2 separate regions of the Rattus norvegicus genome follow, and region 2 is linked to region 1. A link is a contact called in public Hi-C data. All regions are on one chromosome and are shown on one strand. The core of a region is the stretch at or near the end of the contact, and the rest is flanking DNA. Distances in the headings are between cores, read along the strand shown. Region 1 overlaps Trpm6 (transient receptor potential cation channel, subfamily M, member 6). Region 2 has its middle 39 kb from the start of Anxa1.

What was found. Hi-C and Micro-C count contacts between places; a contact is called where the count stands out from the background.
Region 2: a Hi-C map of prefrontal cortex shows a contact between it and region 1, with 7 times the contacts expected there. The contact joins two enhancer-like sites. A contact is called at or near these places in 4 of 12 Hi-C or Micro-C datasets (the A7r5 cell line, Schwann cells, frontal cortex and 1 more) and 1 of 1 datasets of contacts at active chromatin or transcription factors (oligodendrocytes).

What each region holds. Positions count from the first base shown.
Region 1 is chr1:225,726,255-225,732,232 of GRCr8, reverse strand. It overlaps Trpm6 (transient receptor potential cation channel, subfamily M, member 6), which reads right to left. Exons shown (of 42, transcript XM_039101382.2): 35 at 5,397-5,447; 36 at 3,798-3,863; 37 at 1,378-1,664; 38 at 771-853; 39 at 1-50. Among named protein-coding and RNA genes, the nearest start is that of Trpm6, 170 kb to the right of the region's middle. Within about 2 kb of position 3,247, at least 14 of the 93 cell types and tissues checked have an H3K27ac peak or open chromatin away from gene starts, as enhancers often do.
Region 2 is chr1:227,262,204-227,268,181 of GRCr8, reverse strand. No RefSeq gene overlaps it. Among named protein-coding and RNA genes, the nearest start is that of Anxa1, 39 kb to the left of the region's middle. Within about 2 kb of position 3,316, at least 7 of the 93 cell types and tissues checked have an H3K27ac peak or open chromatin away from gene starts, as enhancers often do.

The DNA of each region.
Region 1 (5,978 bases), core at 1,998-4,497:
TTAACCATTGGTTAGCTGAATGGCAGTAGACCAAGGAAACCTCAAGAAATCTGTGAGGGACAAAAGAAGCCAATGATTCCCCCACGAGATAACAAGCATAGCAACCACCCTACAGAGCACTCGGCCGAATTAGTCACCTACCCTTGGCCTTTCTATGGAAAGAAGGAACACAACTGGGAGGCTTGTTCCCATGCTTACTTGCCTCCCTTTTCTTTGAGAAAACTTTCCAACTTTTTTATGAGTACCGGATCCAATTTTTCTTGCCAGGCTCTATAAAATTTCTTGTAAAATGGGGGGAAAGGCTTTATTCTAATTCCTCCACACCAAATTATGATCTGACTTGATAAGTGAATACAAGCATATCAAGACACCCAAGGGAAAATCATGAGTGTTTGTGATTGCAAACTTCCTAATTGGTTTAAGATGCTAGGGAAGCAGCTGAGCTTTAAATAGACATGTTTTGGGGCCATAATACCCCTGGGCATTAGCAACGACACCCAGCATCTGTCTATCTTACCTAATGGAAATGTTGATCATCAATCTGTCTGAACTTTTTTCCACTCACATCAGTTTAGGAACTTAAGCCAAGGTATGTCTGGAACATCTAATTATCTTTATACCAGCCTGTATAACAATGGGAGGAAGAACCTTGAAAAAGACCATTAGAGAACTTCCCCCATGGGTACGGTATTTCTCATGTTTAATGGACTGAGAAGAGGTTAATAGGAATTCTTCTTATAATGAAGAGCCACAGTGCCAGGTGTACCCACCTTGGTGTATAGGGAATGGTTTGTGGTTTTACTTGGTTGAAGGTATAGATGAGTTTTTGGGCAGCTCTTTGCTGTTGAATTTCCTTTTAAAAATAAAGAAAGAAAGAGAGGAAGAAAGAAAGAAAGAAAGAAAGAAAGAAAGAAAGAAAGAGAAAGAAAGAGAGAATTATTTAAAATATATATACCAAATCATATGTGTTCAATGTCAATTATCCATAATAATTATAGGAAAAGATGTAATAAGTTTGGGAGAGTATCAGGAGGCATGGGAGATGTTAGAGAGAGAGACAGGTAGAAATGTTGTAAATACAGCATTCATGAAATTCTCAAAAAATTTAATTATTGGTTCACTAACATAACCTTACTTATTAAAGAGCAAACCATTCCTAGACTGCCCAACATTTAATATTATTTACCTCCTACCACTCTATACCCCCAAAGCAAATGTCCTTCACAACAAAAGTAATAAAAACCACCGCCTTCAAAAACTACCCGACTCTCTTCAGTTGAGGAAAAGCCATCTTAGATCTTAGATAAACCTGTAGCCAGACCTCTGTGTTTTTATTTTGCAGTTCCTGGGCTCTGGGTGTCTACAGTTCAGGCTTACCCTAAGGCAAAGGTGAAGCACAGTGCTCTCCTGGAAGATTTTATACCATGTCTGCACGACCTCGGGGAGAAAAGACTTCACAATGAAAACCTGCCCGGGCTTGAGAACGTCATCCTCAGACCAGGTGCTGATAACGCGCATGGCTTTGCGGAGGCCCCCATCCATCTCCTCTTGTGACAGCACCTGGATTATGGCAGCTCTACCATGCTGGGACCAAGAGGACATGCTCTTATCAAGGGTCAGAGGGGAAGTCTCTTCAAGCTTGTAGATGGTCACTTCCTCTCCTGCTGCAATAAGACATGAAAGCCAGTTAAAAAAAAAATACTAGGTCTGGAGTGCGATTGGTGCCCTGAAGATCAACTCAGAATCAGTTCCGTTGTCTCTGTGACCAGAGGAGGGTATGGTTAGCAGGAGCTAGAGCAGAGTCAAGACACAAATCGTCCTGATTTGTCCTCTAGTGAAGGTGGGGAGGGTAAGGAGGGACAAACCATCAGATGTCATATAAGAATTAAGTCGTACTTACTATAAACTAACTAGATAAAAGCCGTATTAAAGCAATATGAATATGTTGTCATTGTTAGACTTTTTAATGGAGACATGACTTGCTTTATAACTAAGGCCGACCTAGCCAGAAATCATTACGGATCCCAAACTAGCTCCAAATTTTTGGTCCTTTTGCCCTATCTCCTGAGTGATGAGATTGTAGGCATGTGATAATGACACTCTGGCTCGAGACAAATATTATCTATGGAGACAATTTAACCTGTAATTATTCGTTACTAACCCTTTAAGGAGCAAGCATTTTTATAACTACCCTTCATATAATATACACATATTTATACGTATAGCCATGCTTATACTTAAACAACATGGTGGATTTTGTTTTATGGGTGTGGTTTTGCTTATTTCTATTTCTCTGCAAAGGGTAATTTTTTTTTTTATTAACTTGAGTATTTCTTATATACATTTCGAGTGTTATTCCCTTTCCCGGTTTCCGGGCAAACATCCCCCTCCCCCCTCCCCTTCCGTATGGGTGTTCCCCTCCCAACCCTCCCCCCATTGCCGCCCTCCCCCCATAGACTAGTTCACTGGGGGTTCAGTCTTAGCAGGACCCAGGTCTTATTTTTACTTCACCAATAATGCATGTTTTTTAGCCAGTGGAAATCACTCAGTAGCGAGGTCATACCTTGAGCCTCTACCTTTTGCTTTTTGAGCCCATTAGCAAGCTACTGAGACCCTCCATTTCTTCAATAGGAATGAATAACACTTGTTTCAGTGGTTTGCTGTTACTACATATGTCATCAGGGTTAGAGCAGGCTAGGACTTCATGTGCAGACATAGCCCTCACCTAAAAACACTATTTACAACACACTTCCGTGGACTTGGACCTCAGCCATCCAATATTATTACTATAAAAGAGGAGTAACAATCCACACAGAGGTTCTCTTGAGGTTGTAGCCCATTGCTTATGCCTTTTATGTCTTCCTAACAGCTTTACCTCAGATATCCCCTATGTTGTTGTTATTATCTACCTTCTTGTTTGTTTTCTGTGAACTATGTTAAGTTACCAGAAAGGAAGCCATCAATTCCCTCACCCTCGTATCTAATTCCTTATCAATAAATGTATCCTGAGAATGTGTGACATATTCTCAAATGTTTATTCTTGATGCTCAAGTAAATGCCACTGAAGAGCTCTTTGGAGTCCTAATTCCTTTGGGACTTTAGAGAAGAGCTATTGATTTGCAAAATGAATCATGGAGCCAAGAGGGAGAGGAAGCATCTGCATAAACAATCAGAAGCCAACCTGGTCTTTCCCCCATTGGAACAGTGTAGGGAGCCTGAGGAGGGAAGGCAGTGTAGGGACCTTTGTTACACTGTCAACTGTGCTTTATCCTGCTAGGCAGAAAACCTCGGGTGCCCTCGGCTAACGCGAGCTTGCTTCTCTTTACTTCTCCAGCTTTTAAAAACTACATTTGCAGTCTGAAGAAAGAGCAATCCAAGTATGGGAAACAAAACAAACAAATATATAACAGCAAACAAAGGATTTCTCTTCCCATGCCCATCAGCTTTCAGCGTACTGACATGTCGTGCTTTCGACTGTGTTCATTATATAAGGTTGGTTTGTTCTTTTCTTCCCTCTACGTGTCCAGCCTCGAATCCCTGAATGCCAGGTGCAGGATCACGCTTGCTTCCCAACCGCTGACCCATGTAGGTCCCAGCCTCACAGGATCAGCTTCTGACCCTCGATGCTGCCCACAGTAGTTAAGAAGAATCTCTAGTTTGGGAAATGATCCTCCTTAATCTACAACATGGCCAAAATAAAATTTGTGAGTCAAATGAGGAACGTGGTTTCTTTTCTGTTGCATGCCAACATTCAGCCTACCCTCGCCCAGCCTCAAGAAGGGGGAGATGTTACTCACTGAACAGCTGGATTGGTGTAAACGGTATGGTCTGAGACAGTCTCATTAAATTATTCCTTTCAATGGCTGCAAACAAAAACAGATTGACTACTTTAGGACTGTATCAACAATTAAACCTACAGAAATCCCCCCATACAAAAATACACAGACCATTTCAAACATCCTTTATTCTTTTCACTAGCCAAAAACTATTATAATTAATAGTTTTAATATAAGATACACCTTAAACATAAAGAATATCTTAGTCTTAGGAAACTTTTATATGAGGTTATATAAGATGGCCTATGAAGGGGCTATCTCCTTGCTCTCCCAATAACAAATAGGACACTAATTCAAATAATGTGCAATTCTTTCTTCTAAATGGATTTTAATCTATGTTCCACATCCTCTGGTTTCCTTTTTCCAAAGCAAACTCAGTGCGCAGTGGTCTGTGGGGACATCTACTGTTGGTTTTGTAGAGTTTGCCTTCTTTTTTTCCCAGAGAGAATGGAACACTAATTTTAATTAGAAGCGAGTGATCTGCATTTTCCTGCCAAGAGCCATAGACTAACAGAGTCTGTGTGAGTTAAAGTATTCCTCGCTAGGGACCCTCTACAGCTGGCAGTTAGAGTCAAAATAACAGATTACTACTGAGCTATAGGAGCCCGTCATAGGAGCCTAGAATGAGGAGGCTAGAATCAACAGGCCCATTATTCACCACAGAGGAGAATGCAGGATAAGACAGTTTATTATTGGACCCTAAACAAATGACCTTCATATAATAAGACCAGTAATTACAGTGCCGGTAAGGTCTTGGTTCACACTGAGTGCTAAACTCAGTAAAAGCCCTGTCCTTGTGTTATCTCACGCACTGAGAGCTGTGACCCTAGAGGAACCACACCATGGCGTAAGTCCAGCTGGTCTAAGTTAGTTTGCATCTCAAAATATTTGCCTCTTAATTCTCAACTAGCCCATTGGCAGAATGTCCCTCGGAGAGGGCAAGGACAATCATTCCCACTTGGAAAGAAAGGCAGCTGGAGTGCTGTGAAGCATTGCCTAATAACAGAGTCGAGACCCTTGGTATCTCTGTATAATGGCATCGTGGCTAGGCATGTTTGTGGGCCTTATTCTGTGAGGGGTGGCATCTATTCAGTGGTTATGTTCACTGAGGGATATGGAGGGTCCCACCCTAGCTTTAAGAAGGACTTTCAACCTAGCCTTTCCCAATTCAAAATATTGGGATCAGCCTGAGGGAAAGCTCAGTGGTTCCAGCAAGGCTCTGGGTTCAAGCTCCTGAATGGTAATAAAAAGGGAACAGTACAAAGGAAGATGTCTGGCTTTAGGCTCACACTGAGCTTGCAAGGAAATTTTAGACACCTAGAACATCTTCTTCCAAATTTGCAACTTGACAACACGTGTACACATTTTTTTTTAAAATATGAGTTTTCTAAAATCCTGACAATTTGTTTTTCTGAGTCTAATTATTCCAACCATTAAAGTAACCAACTTTCTGAATCGAAGCTGCATCAATAAGGTGGAGTTGATGGACACTCGTGTTTACAAGTGCAGAGTCCCACACGTGTAGCTCAGTTGACCCATCTGTGCACACCTGCTTCCTACCTGAATAATGGCGGTGAGGCTCTGGAGGGCTTTTTAAAGAGGCTGAGATCTCTGAAATCACAGAAATGATTGGCATTTTAATTACTTGGCTTGAGATAAATACATGTTTGTTCGCTGCCTTCAAAGTTTCTATTAAACGGCTTAATCAGAATGGCTTCTCACTGTTCAGAAAAGCTTGCCCAATATCCTTTAATGCAACCGTGTGCTGCTCCCTATCCTGACAGCTTCCAATCATCGGTGTAATATCTCCAAGCATATTTATATGGGGAATTGGAGAAAGACAGGTAATATTAGCCTCAAAGTATATTTCCTCTGAACCAATTACACCTCTGGGTTACAGAAGGTACACAGCTGCCCATCACGACATCCCAGAAGCCTGATTCTCTGAGCTCTTTGCCAAGATGCACCTACTCATGCAAAGACAATATTAACGCCAAGTTATTAGCATACTACCTTACTGACTGAAGCTAATGAAAAAACATTACGTATGTGCCAGATACATAAGAAGGGGTGGCCAGTATCACATCACGGGATTTGGTAAGCTGTACCAGGACCCTGTGTTGGAAATACGCCACCTCCAGT
Region 2 (5,978 bases), core at 2,067-4,566, 1.5 Mb before region 1:
CATGTAGATCTTCTGAAGAGAAGTACCAAATTTGCTCTGAACTCATAACTGCTATAGCATGTAGTGTCCAGGAGACATTTGACAGCATTCTTTCCTATGCTCCAGCTCTTATATTCGTTTCACCTCCTCTTTTGCAGTGTTCATTGAGCCTTGAAAAGGGGTATGGGTGGGATCTGTGAGGTTTATTAAAGGTGTCAAATTCAACCCTGAGTACTCATTTAGTGCTCACTTTGGCCAGTTTATGTGTCACTGTATTGCTTGATCACTGAAAAAAATAAAAACAAAAACAAAACCACAAACAGCAAAAAAACCCACTAACAACACAATAAAAACAAACAAAAACAAAAGCAAATGAACTTCCCATCAACAACAACAATAACAGTAACAACAATAAAAACAAACCCCCTAACAGTAACAACAATAAAAACAAACAAACAAACAAAACAACTTTTCTGACCAAGGTTGATAACAGCTAAAAATCTATGATTACACTAATATATATTTAGAAGGCAATTTGAAAACATAGCCATTTTATAAATCAATAATAGCAAATTGTATGCTAGAAAAATAGGACTTCTTCAGCCATGATCTTTTGATCAGAATTAAAGTCCCAGATAAGACATTTTCTTCTGTGGAGCAGGCCTAAACCCAATCAGAAAGTAGTTGGTTATTCCCTAATAGCTTTTGCCACTATTATACAAGTGAACACATTATGCCTGGTAGGTTAATATTGCAGCATACATGGTCCATGACTGTATAAGATGCTCAATATCTGTTCTACCCATTAGCCTGTGTGGTACCTTACAGCGTTATCAAAATTAGCCAGCAGGGTGGAAGATCCTAGGTCAGTTTGAGATTGATTTCTTCATGTCTCCCAGCAGATGTCAGATTCAAGATACAGTCTCTTCATTACCTAGATGTGTTTGCACACATTGTAGTACCACATGAACACATATCAGTCAGTAGGCGACTCTAACAGCACCTTTCTAAAAAGTGTATACTGTTTTATTTGAGTGTGAAATAATCCCCCACAGGCCCCCTGCTCGCTCACCTGGTTTCCAGCAGGTGGCGCTGTTTTGGGAGCGTGTGGAACTTTGAGTTCAGAACCTTGATTGAGGAAGTAAGTCACCTCCAGAAGTTTTCGAGTTACACAATCTGATACATATACTTTTAGTTTGGTCTCTGCTAGTGCTATACTAACTTTTGAGAAGATGGTGGTCATCAGACATATGTTTCTGCCACCATGTAGCTACCTGCATTCCTCTCCGTGATCGACTATCATCTTTGAAATCATAAAACAAAAAATTGTTCATACCCTGTCTTTTATTTTAGAATCCCAATGATTTTATTCCAGTTTCATCTTTTACATAGTATGTGTTAAAAATTTACTATAAATTAGTACTTTGAAAGTTCGCTTGACCAAACCATTTCTCAGTTTACTAATCTGTATACTTAGGTAGCAAGAGAGAGGAGAGCAAAGTTAAATGATGTAATCTTTAAAATTATTTCTTAACAGATAAATATTATTTATCAATAAATAAATTATTATATTTTATTTTAGTAAGAACATTTATTATATATTTGTATATACATAATAATGTTTATTATATTAATAAATAAATATAAAATCAACACATTAAAGTTATTTATAAATAAGTAAAAAGCATTGGGAGAGAATACGTAAAGAAGAAAATAAAAAGAGAAAAGATGAGCAAGCAAAAATAGAGAAAAATTAAGAGACAAAAGTGTACAGAATTTAGGGTCACAGCGTGTGTTCCAAGTAGTCAGGCTAAAGTACCTGTCCTTTATAATACCAAAAGAATCAAAATAATAGCAAAAAGCAGAACAAGAGAATTTGTTAATGGGTACACATTGGGATGAAGGATAAAGAGATCCAATGGCTCCCTCGAATATATCTTTGAAGTTCTGAAGCAAGGTTTAAATAGTGGGCCAGCGATAGTCACATATAAGTAGTCTTGGCTAAGGTGTCGCCCTATGTACTATTGACCCATTGATGTTTCTGGAAGGTTGCAAATCTCTTTCCTGTTTTGGAGAGAAGAGTGTTTATTGCTCTGACTGGAGCAGAAATTTTCTTCTCCCAGCAGAGATTCTTTGAGAAATTGCTATGTCTTGGGCCCCTCGTTGTGTATTTCTGATAGCTCTCTTTAGATATCTGATATCTGTCTCTAGAATGAATTCACTTCCAAGTACAAAAGGAAACAAACAGAAAATAAAAGGGAAGAAAGTGGAGGGCAATGAGAAGTCACTGGACTTGGTCATAAGAAAGATAAAAAGGTTATCAAGGCTACAAACACATTCAAATTTGTAGATAATCTTCCCGTGCTCTCTGCGTGCGTGCATGCGTGCGTGCATGTGTGTACCTTACAATATTAATCTCAGAAAATACTTTACATACTTCAGTTTTACAATTATCAACCAGCATTCTGGGCTCCTCTCAAGGGACAGTATATCTCAGAAGACCAGCAAAACTGGGATGCTGTAAAGCTCAGGAAACCGATCCAGATCATTCAGAACTAGTACAGTGCTGCCCCCTGGTGGCTGAGCTGGGCACTTGAGTCCTGATGACAGTTCCTCTGTTGACAGCAATACACTTGGTACTATAAGCTGTTTAATTGGACCAGTAGATAAAACAATCTTGAATTCGCATTAACAAATAATAATAATGAAATCAAGAATATTTTTTAAAGGATTTTAAAATTACTGCCTTCATACCACAGCAGCTTGAAGAGTATGGTTATGATAAATTATTAAAAAATATTTATCAGCAATCTGATCTAGTTCTTATTTCTTCCTGTATGCCAATGTTTATTTGTTTACATGTGCATAATATATATATTAGTTTTTTTTGGCGTGAAAGCTGGGATGTTGACGACAGATCATTTAAGAAAAGATGTGACATTTATTGGGTAATTATTTCTCGACCAAATACAAAACCGGCGAACTAGTTCACTTTTGTTTATTTCATTTAATTTTCTAACTGCCTGACTTACAGTGCTTGTAAAGATCATGGTTAAGATTATTATGAAAGATAAACTTTGTTTAAGCAGTGTTAGGAAAGATAAACTTCCCTCTAACGCTGTGTCATTTTTTTTCTTTTTTTCCTACCTTTTATGGACAAAATTATGAATTTGGAGCAAATGTCACTTGGTGAATTGCCATTCTTCTTAGGAAAACATTTTATTGTCAAGGTAAAGCAAAGTTCCTTCTGAGACAAATTGAAGAAACCACGTTATTCATCTGATGAAAAAGTAGAATGTTGGCCTTGTGATCACTAGATGGCGGTATTGTCATTTATAGAAGACAGCCATGGCTGCGGGGCTGGGTGACTTCTTTTTTTCTACCCTCTAAGAAAAATTATATATGTCCTCTGTGACCCACAACATGAATTTACTATCACCTACTCTCCTCCAACAGGACAGAGAGAGAGAGAGAGAGAGAGAGAGAGAGAGAGAGAGAGAGAGAGAGAGAGAGAGAGAGAGAGAGAGAGAGAGAGAGAGAGAGAGAATGTAAGTGGCAGAGAGCAAAGGGAAAAGACAACACACCATCTCAGGAGTTAATAACCGTTAGGCCACAACAGAGCTACAAAATAAATTCAGAGAGAAATATCCAGCTCAGAGTCTGACATTGTAATTACAGGAGTGGAGTGAGGTTTCTCTGGAAGCATCAATGCGTTCTACATGGGTAGGATGGAGCCGTAATCCGATCAGCTGCAACGGCCACGGCAACAGACGGACCCTAAAAATAGGCCCCCTCTGGTAATCTGTCTGGATTACTAAATTCAGTGATGGCTTGGCAACAAATCAGGGAAATGTTTGCGGAAAAGGATTTAAATATATCATGAAGTTCTATCTGCTTTACAGAGACACTCACAAGGCCCCGATTCAGAGTGACTGCTTCGGGGCTGCTTCCAAACAACCAAGCTCATTTTGTCAAAACATCACCTTGCAGTCCTGCCGTTCGCAATTTAATCATCTTAACTCCATTAGTAGGGGCAGAAAAAGATTGAGATTTCAAACCGGGTTCTTCGAATATCGGTGCCTGCATTATACATTACAATCTTCCGGGTAACACTTAGCATTATTGATGACGCGAGGGTTAGTAATTAGGAGATGGTATGGATCCCACTTGAAATAGATGAAGGTAAGATTTGTTCTGAACCGTATCGTGAGGCCCGTGACACAGTCACGGGTGGACAAATAGAAAGTGGCTTAATGCTTGGCGTGTGCTAAGTAGTACTGACTGGAGAGAAAGACACTTGGGTTGACAGTGACTTCGGATTCAGAATTTAAAATGAAGCAACGGTCAGCATTCCTGGCGGACTTATTCCTAGGCATTTAGGGTTAATTATTTTATGGGCTGTCAGGACAGTTTTTTTTTAGCACGTCAATACAGGCCTTCCATCAACATAGCCCCACATTTTTTCCTTCCGGGTCCAGGAAAGTATCTCGGGTCTATAATGTTTAGCCTGTTCTGTCATTCTTCCTGAGCTGGGTACTGATAGAGTCTGTTCTCTTGCCACTAAATGCTGCAGTTTTCCACCTTCCAAACAATGTCACTCGCTTCTATTCTAAGCCATTCACCACAAAGTCATCCAGGAATCAGCCAGTAAATAAAATAACAAATGTGGGGATACTTCTGAGAGACCTGGTAAGCATTCTATTCTGCCACTTCCATATGCCCCTGAAATGACTGAATTGACTGAATCTTAGCATTTTTAAAAAAAATCATAATTTAAAATAAAAAAACAAACAGAACTGGTTTAAAAAAATAACAGCAGCTATTCTACAGTGTGTTTACTAAAAATATATTGATGTTAGAGATACTAAAACTTAGTTTTTGGTTCACATTTATGATAAAAACGACACCTTTAATGAGATCCAGATTAATAGCCTCTAAAGTTTGGAATGGAACAGTGCAGAAATATTTCCTAAATCCCCATGCTAGCCTCTCGCCCTCATTGTATAGCTTGTGTCACTGAGCAGGTAGCTTGGGAAAGCTATGTTAAGTATGTGAATGTCTTATTTTTAAAATATTGCATGGAGCACAATTTTGATATCTGTACTGTTATTTTTAACCTACCTCGGTGACATATGACAAGAATTTTACATGATCTCCAGAAATTTATAAAGTTCATAAAATACAGGGAACTCTGGACACTGGATCGATTTAGCACGTAAAAATATGTGTGTACATGTTGAAGACGCTGCTTTGAGAGGTTGAGAGGTTGCTTTTGTTAACCTGGAATCACATTCTGTGATTACCACTACCTTTGATTTAGCAAGTCCACTTAGTTGTGGAGTCTTATCACTGGAAATTTTGATAACAGCCAATGAAAGCACACTCACGACTGATCTGAAATTATACACACGAGAGTGAGCATACTGAATAACCAGCAAGGAGGACGGAGTATAACAGGCTACAGCAAGTCTTCTTCAGACCTTAGTTTTCATTTTATCTATTATTCTAAATGCTTTATTTAAATTTCCGAGGTGATAGAAATACGCCCATGCTCACACACGTGAACAACAGTTTAATAATAAAAGACCTATGGTTTCTGATTTAGCACAATATTTATGACTTTTGACAACACTTTAGGTAGGTAATGATGTCAAAATGCATGCGTCTGTACAGCAGAAAAAAACCCTAATGGATGACCTCAGTTAGACATCAGGGCACCGTGATGCTGGAAACGGTGATGATTTTATCGTGTGGTTAGTAAGGCTTAGTCATCCCAGGACGTACACAGGGAAGCAGCCCTGTAAACAAACCGACAAATTCTAAATTGTTTGTGGCAGTAGCTTTAATCCGATGTTTTTGTCTACTCACCTGTGTGCACAGTTAAGCTCCTATTTTTGTAATCTAGAATAGTTTTGTGATGACTTTTCAAAAGATACAATTTATATATACTTTAAATATTGTTATTATTAATGTCCGTCAACAGCAAAAGCTATATTGCT